2 separate regions of the Hordeum vulgare genome follow, and region 1 is linked to region 2. The links are chromatin contacts, called in public Hi-C maps. All regions are on one chromosome and are shown on one strand. The core of a region is the stretch at or near the end of the contact, and the rest is flanking DNA. Distances in the headings are between cores, read along the strand shown. Region 1 holds the start of LOC123445196. Region 2 holds the start of LOC123445193 (subtilisin-like protease SBT1.5).

Evidence for each region. A called contact is a pair of places that touch in the nucleus more often than the background predicts.
Region 1: a contact with region 2 is called in a Hi-C map of leaf, with 4 times the contacts expected there. The contact joins the promoter of LOC123445196 here to the promoter of LOC123445193 in region 2. A contact is called at or near these places in 3 of 6 Hi-C or Micro-C datasets (leaf and seedling) and 1 of 1 datasets of contacts at active chromatin or transcription factors (embryo).

Annotation. Positions count from the first base shown.
Region 1 is chr3H:570,358,250-570,361,874 of MorexV3_pseudomolecules_assembly, forward strand. LOC123445196 reads right to left here and starts at 1,300. Exons shown (of 1, transcript XM_045122152.1): 1 at 130-1,300. The coding sequence starts at 1,167. The coding sequence ends at 277.
Region 2 is chr3H:570,173,245-570,177,435 of MorexV3_pseudomolecules_assembly, forward strand. LOC123445193 (subtilisin-like protease SBT1.5) reads right to left here and starts at 2,872. Exons shown (of 1, transcript XM_045122149.1): 1 at 274-2,872. The coding sequence starts at 2,774. The coding sequence ends at 417. It overlaps LOC123445194 (signal peptide peptidase-like 3), which reads left to right. Exons shown (of 14, transcript XM_045122150.1): 14 at 1-241.

The sequences.
Region 1 (3,625 bases), core at 50-2,549, 180 kb after region 2:
ATTTTTTTCATTCTGCTGTTAAATCTTTGTGCACGCCTTTATGTTTCCAGCTGACCAAGATCCATAGTTTAATCGTGCCACTGTCATGGCTGGTTGAACGTTGACGATTTCGATCGTGTGGATGGTGGATGGATGGAAGAACAATTTGCTCTTTTTCATAATCAACTAGACCAAAAATGTTTGTACAAAAAGAACGAACTCGAGGCCCGCTCGAACCGACCGATCATCTTCTCTCTACTACATCTATGGCGTCGATCTTCCGGGGACGCCTAGGAGCTACTTGATCCTCGCCGCCGGCGTGGTGGCCTGGGACGGGAAGAAGCCGACGGCGCGGCACTTGATGACGTCCATCCCTGTGGCGCCGGCCGCCGGCATTGCCCCGGAGGACGCCGACGAGGTGGACGGCGACCGCTTGTAGGGGCCGAGCCACTTGGCGAGCATGTAGCGGCTCTTGCGCCACGGCGGCACGTGCAGGCCGTGCGACCGGAGCGACCGGCGCGCGGCGTCGGCGGCCACGCGCACGGCTCGGCCCACGGCCTCCTCCCGCGCGACGACGACCTTCGCCGGCACCGCGGCCACGACCACCGCGTACTCCGCCGTCGCGCGCGCCACCTCCAGCCCCGCCCGGAAGTCCGCGTCCACAATGTACCTGCTTCGCTTCGCCGCCTTCGCCGCGGCCGTGCTCGTGCCGGGCACGACCACGTCGATGTACTCGTACGTCCCGGCCGTCAGGCCGCCGCACGTCTCCCAGCGCGACGTGCACACGCCGGCGTCGTACCCGGCGGCACGGAGCCGCCGCATCACCGCGCGCCTGAACGCCGCGCCGTGGCCACGCAGCGGCGCCTCCGCGTCGAGCGCCGCGGACACGGCGGCCGCCAGCCTGATCCGGAAGGGGTCGTCCGCGGCCGGCGGGTCGAGCAGCCCCCGCACGGACGCGGCCGCCTCCGCGGCGCCATCGGCATCGTCAGAGTCGTACCCGTCCCGTCCTTTCGGGGCCGGGCCGGGCGCCTCGTCCCCTTGGCCGGCGGCGGGGTCCGTCTCGAGGAAGGCCTGGACGAGGTCGGAGAGGCAGGCGGAGGCGTCGTGGTCGCTGCCGCTGCTGGTGCAGCCCCCGTCCCCGCGGAGGCGCGCGCGCACGGCGTCGTCGAGGCGGATGTACACGGCCATGCCTGCCTGTATCTGTACGTCTATGTCGTCGTCGTCGCCGGCGAGCGAGCGAGCGAGAGCGCGCTCTCGGCTGCGTGTGTGCGCGCGCGTTGTGGCTGGAATGGAGCTCGGAGACTGCGGTGTGCGGTGCCGGGAGGACAGAGGTTGACAGTCGCGGGGCGCGGCTTTATAGGGTGGTTGGGCGAAGGGTTTATTCGGCGGATTAACCCTTGGGTGACGCGCGGATTGATTGCCATTGTTTCTTTCTTCTGGACGCCGCGGGCTGCCTGTGAGAGGGTTCAGCCCTGGAATATGCTGCTCCGGTCCGGTGCTACGAGGTTAGGCGCCCAAAATAGTCACGTCAAAAGCTATTTAATCGCGCCTCGTTTGTTTGTGAGTTGATTGACTGATGGATGACGATGGTAAAGGGAAACGTTTACTAGTGGCTAATCTTAATCATCTTCCAGCTCTGGACATGTTTCCCGCTGTTACAGTATGTGGTAAACACGTGGATACGATCGTGCGTGCCAGTGAACGCGACATGTACGTTTTCGTTTATGACATCCTTGTAGAAAACACGGTACGAAGACGATAACGATCGAGGGAAAATGGCGGTGGTGATGGCAGTGGTAATTTGGTGTCGTGTTTTGAGTAGTACCGCGTCTCTTGTTCTAGAAGGAGGTGAGGTTCAAAAGCTTTTTAGGTGACCCCTCCTTGACCGCGAACGAGCGGGTTCACGGGTAGCAGCATATTCGCTGGGCGATTAGGCGGAACGTCTTCTCGTTGAAACTTTCACGAGTGCCCCGTGTCTTCAAAGGAATTGGATTTGGGACGGGGCATCAACGTAGCAGGCAGGCAGCAGACAGGGGGATATACCCGAGCCGGGGGGGCGGCCCCGTTCCTGTTGGTTCCGGATATGGATATGCCGCGGCATCACTGTGGCGGGGTCCGGGCGGCCCTACGGCGGGAGGACGGGCGATGGGGTTTCGTTTCACTGGGCCATGTCAGCACGTGCGGCTGTGTGCCGGGAGCGTCGCCCCGGGACGGCTTTGGCCCTTGGCGGTGGCGTGGGGACGTCGCCGTGGGACGGGACGGGACGGAAAGGGACGCCCCTCCCTTCCTTCTCTCCGCGTCGAGTCTTCCCGGCCCGATATCTTTTTTTTCTTCTTTTGCGAATTTATACGTACTGGACGTCTTATCTTATGCAGTACTCCTACTTGCCTGCGAGGTAAAGGCACGTACGTACGTACGTACGTACGAGACATGTGCGCATGCGCGCGTTGCGGCATTTCTTGCGCGGCGGGTTGGGAGATTTTTCCTGCACGTAGCAGTAGCGCTCTCTCTGACTTCGTGTGTGCTCAACCGGGTCAACCGGTAGGCGGTAGACGAGGCTCGCCAGCTTTTCTTCTCCCTCGTTTGAAATGGGTCAACCGGTAGACGAGGCTCGGAGAAGCCGAGAGCACATGCCTGGCTCGCCAGCTTTTCTTCTCCCTCGTTTGAAATAGTGGCGGCTTGGCTTGGCTTGCCTTGGGCAGCTTCTGGGACGGGTTCAGGAGCCAGGGGAACCAAAGCGTGCTGCAAACTGGGTTTTATTTCCTTTCCGGCCTGCTGCTGATTTTTCCGTTTCCGTCGAGGGCAAGGGGCGGGCGTAGGGTGTACGGGAATTATTTTTTCCCGTCGTAGGGCAACGGGCAGGACCCGATACATCGACCCGCCGTTCCACCTACGTGCTCGGCCACCGGTTTTGCTGGCTGTGGCCGTGGTTTGCCTCTCCCGAACCAACCCAAGCTCCCAAGGGCCATAAGCCAAATGGGACCTGCCTTTTCATTTCCTTTTTCCGAGGCAAATGGAAGTATGGAAGCCACAACTTGTCAACCTGGTACCCGTTTCCATCTTGAACGTATATAAAATCTTGAATATGTATTTGTGTTGCACGTGTATTACAGTTGTGGCCAACCTTCAAGTCTTGTATAGTTGAGGTAGAGGCATTCCTTTGTATTATATATACGTGCACCAGCATCCCTAATGAGATATCACATTACAATTCATCTCTCTAGATGATATCAGTTCTTTCGATCCAATCCTAGGGTAGCCGCCGCCGCCGCTGCCGTCGCGCCTCCCCGCGCCGCCGCCGCCGCCGCGCCCCACCTCCTCATCTACTCACTACCGCCGCCGCCGCCGCCGCCGCGCCCCACCTCCTCATCTACTCACTACCGCCGCCGCCGCCGCCGCGCCCCACCTCCTCATCTACTCACTACCGCCGCCGCCGCCGCCGCGCCCCACCTCCTCATCTACTCACTACCGCCGCGCGCCCCTCCTCTTGCTTCCCTGCGCCGCCGCCGCCGTATCGCTTTCGCCCTCCTTCTCTACAACCACGCACCTGCCTACCAGCTTGCGCGATCGCGCGCCTGCCCGCACGCTCGCCCGCCCGCCTGCCCCGATCGGTGTCACGCGCGCGCTGCGCCTGCCCGCTCGCGCC
Region 2 (4,191 bases), core at 1,622-4,121:
GGATTATGGAATGCACTGCTCCTAGTTGACACCCAGCCCTTGGCTCCGGGCGTACGGCCGGTCGCCTCGAGAGCTACAAATCCTCTCAAGTCAATCCGACAAGGAAAGACGAAACACCTGTACTGTAATTCCGTAGCGGTTGTTAGTGTGTCCATATGTTGATTGTAGGGTGCAGGTTAACTGACCGTGTATTTATACGATGATACGCTATATAATAGGAGCTGTTAGCACTGTTGTACGTATATAAGACGAGACTCGCAACTCTGTCCAATCTTCCCTAAGAAAAGCTCTTGATCCAAATCATAGCCACTAGTAGTAAGTACGTACGTAGGTAGTCTACATGCCGGAGATCGTGTTAACTTGGCTCGGTCGATTGATCTTTAGAATCGATCGATCTTTAGAATGAGCCGGCCTGCCTACTGCACTGGCGCTTGCAGCGTGACCACGATCGGGCTCACCACGGCGTGCCTGCCGTCGCTCCACGTCAGCGCCCCGCTCCTCACCTGCGAGCTCCCGGGCTCCATCGCCGTCGCCGGCGGCATCGGCGCCGCGGCCTCCACGTGCACCGTGAAGCTCAGCTTCTGCCCGTCGCGCCGGAACGCCAGCCGCTCGGGCCGCACCGTGACCGTGCTCCCCTCGGGCGCCCTCACGGTGGCGCGGTACACCGACCTGCCGCCGCCCACGTTGGTCACCGTGCGGATGAAGTGGGTCCTCATCTTCGCCTTCGCGCCGTCCGCCGTGAATGTGGCGGACAGGGACGGGTAGTTGAGGTTGCCGGCGTGGCCGGCGCGGCGCGCGCCGCGGCAGTCGGCCTGCCGCCGCGTGATGGCCCGGATGTTCTGCTCCGTGTAGTTGAGGTTGCAGAGGAAGTTGACGTAGTCCATGGGCGCGATGTCGTAGACGAGGCCCGGGTCCATGGCGCGCATCGGGTCCACGTGCCCGGCGCCGAAGTCGAACACGCCCGCCACCTTGCCCGTGGACTCGTCGGTCATGGTGCCGTTGCTGTTGTCCCTGGTGTAGGCCGTGGTCATGAGCGCCGACTTGATGGCCGCGGGGCTCCACGTCGGGTGCGCCGCCTTAAGCAGCGCCGCCAGGCCGGAGATGTGCGGGCAGGCCATGGACGTGCCGGAGAGGATGTTGAATTCCGTGCGCCGGCCGTCCGAGGGGATGCCTGCCGGGCCGACGCCGCTGGGCCACGCGGCGAGGATGTTCAGGCCGGGGGCTATCAGGTCCGGCTTGAGTGTCTCTGGGGATTGGGGGTTCGGGCCACGCGCCGAGAATGCTGCCACCACCGGCGCTGGGTGCACGCCGAGGTGAGTGCCTTCGAACAGGATGGTGCCCGTGGCTGGCTTCTGCGGGCTGGACGACGCGATGTACTTACGGAGCTTCTCGCCGGAGGCCGCGCCTACGGCGGTGGCTGGCAGGACGTGGCAGTCGGCTACGAGGCCCTCCCCGTCGAACGCCCCATTGGCGAGCACCATCCCGGCAGCGCCCGCGCGGTGAACCACGTCGCCCTTGGCGGCGCGCGAGTTCACGCCGCGGTCGCACACCACGATCTTTCCGCGCACGGCCGCCTGGTCCAGCGACCCGTCCAGGCACGTCGACGCGGAGTAACTGGTTGCCCCCGCGTATACCAGCTCGTACATTTTGCCGGATTGGAGCACCGGCCCGCCGTACACGCTCACGCCGTCGAGCACTTGGCCGTTGCCGAGACGCACGTTGGCAGGGAAGGCGCGGTCCATGGACCCAGCGCCTACGGTGGTCATCCAGGGCGCCACATTGGTCACAGAGAGATCTCCTGGACCGCCATTGCCGGCCGACGCGGACACAACGATGCCAGCCTCTGTCGCGCCGAACGCCCCAATCGCGATGGCGTCGAGGTAGTACGGCACCACGGCACCGCCGACGCTGAGAGAAACAACGTCGACGCCGTCAGCGACGGCGGCATCGAAGGCTGCGAGGATGTCGGAGTCGAAGCAGCCGCCCACCCAGCACACCTTGTACGCGGCGAGGCGCGCCTTGGGCGCCATCCCGGAGGCGACGCCGCGCGCGTAGCCGAGGGTGGACGCCGGGAACACGTAGCGGCCCGCGGCGATGGACGCCGTGTGGGTGCCGTGTCCGTCGTTGTCGAGCGGCGACCTGACCTCGGCGGTCTCGTTCATCCGGCCGGAGGTGGCCTCGTAGCCCGCGGAGAAGAAGCGCGCCCCGACGAGCTTGCGGTTGCAGGAGCCTGGCGGGAACCCGGGCCCGGACGCGCACACCCCGCGCCACCTGGGAGGCACGGGGCCGAGCCCGCGGTCGCGGAAGCTGCGGTGCGCGGGCGAGATGCCGGTGTCGATGACGGCGATGACGAGGTCCGAGCCGAAGTCGGAGTCCGCGAGGATGGCCGACGGCGGGGAGGAGAGCATCCCGAGGAACCGCGGCGAGCGCGTGGTGGCGAGGCGGCGGACGCGCTCCGGCAGCACGGCCGCCACCCCGTGGGCGCCGGCCAGCGCGGCCGCGGCAGACGGCGACATCCGCGCGGAGAAGCCGTGGAGCGCCGACGAGTAGGTGTGGATCAGCGGGCCGCCCTCCGGCCAGCCCCCGCCGGCCCCGGACGCCGCCAGCACCGCCGACTCGTACCAGTGCGCGTGGGTCGGGAAAGCCGACGGCTTCGCGTCGGCGTCCACCCGCACGATGTACGTCCTCTCCCCTCCCGTGTCCTCCCCCGCGCCAAGGCGCACCCTGGCGGCGAGAAGGAGCGGCAGCAGCAGCAGCAGCAGACGGCGCGGCATTGCGCGATGGCGGATCGGGGCAGGATAGGGGAACAGAGCAGGGAGTGGAGTGGAGTGGAGCGGCGAAGGGGAAAGCGCGCAGCGGCTCCGGGTAAAGGTCAAGGAGACAGCGCGGTGGTGCCGTGGCGTACGATGGGAGCAGAGACGCGGTGTGGCTCTGGCCCGCTGGGCCGGACCGGACTGAAGTCATGTTGCAGAGAGGTGGTGGCGGTGGGTTTGGATGGATTTGGCGGGCCGACCCCGCCGTGTGGGTGGGTCAGCACTCGCTTGGACTCTTGATATCGGTTGTTCGTTACCGCCTTTTGTTGGTATTTGTACGCGCCCCCACTCGGAGAAAAAGCTTGTTTGTACGTCCAGACGTGTGTTGTTTTTGCCTGTCACGGGTTGAAAAACCTGGACGTTTGTACTCGGAGAGTAGGCACGCTTTGGTAACTGCTGCGCTAGCAGTAGACCAGTAGCACCTTATGGCAGAGTGATTATCTTCTTTTTTACAAACCAAGACAACGGAGCAAACAAAGATAACCGCATACATATATATGTTCTCTGGTAAAAAAAAACTAGGGTTAAGAAAAGAGCTAGCGTCTACTTTGTTCTCCGGGAAGTGCTGCAATTGCAATCTCAAAATTTGTACCCCGAACATATTGGAACAAACCAAGACAATAGAGCAAACAAAGATAAATGGAAATGTTCACACTTTTAAGGAAAACGTTTTCCTCATGCCGACGGATTGCACATGAAGGATCTATCGTCTTGTATGCCTGCCACGTGCCATGCTAGCTGCAAGCTTATCTTTTTGGTCAATGCGTTTTTATCCCACTAGCAAACAAACCCGTGCGTTGCAACGTAAGAGAAAATAACACACGCTTTGAACACAATATATTTTCATATGGCATCACATTTGTGTTGTCGACGATTGCCTCAGTGCTCACACAACGAAAACGTGTTTAAATGTACAGTCACTCGGAATAAGATGAGAAATATGTTGTTTCTTCCCACGAGATTTTTCAAAGGTGTGCATGTGTGATTAACGATGTTTTCTTTCCTGTGAATTTGATTTTAATTTAATGGATATTTATTGCAATTCGTATGGTCGCCGGAAAGAGAGGAAAAAAGGACCGTGCATTACAGATTAAGTTTGCACCCAAAATAATATTTAAGAAATATTCAACAGCTAAAAATAGCATCCTATTTAGATTCTACACATTTTTTCAATCAAATTTCATATATAACATGTTAAAATCGGAGTTACGGTTTAAAAGATATGGATAATTTTGTTTTAGATAAAATATGGATTGATTAACTAAAAAGTCAGGTTTTTTTTTGTTAAAATAAAAAAACGTTTTGGCTGACTTAAATAGGGATGGCGGGTTTATTACCTGAAACATCAGGATTTTTCTGAAAAATGCAAAAAAAAACG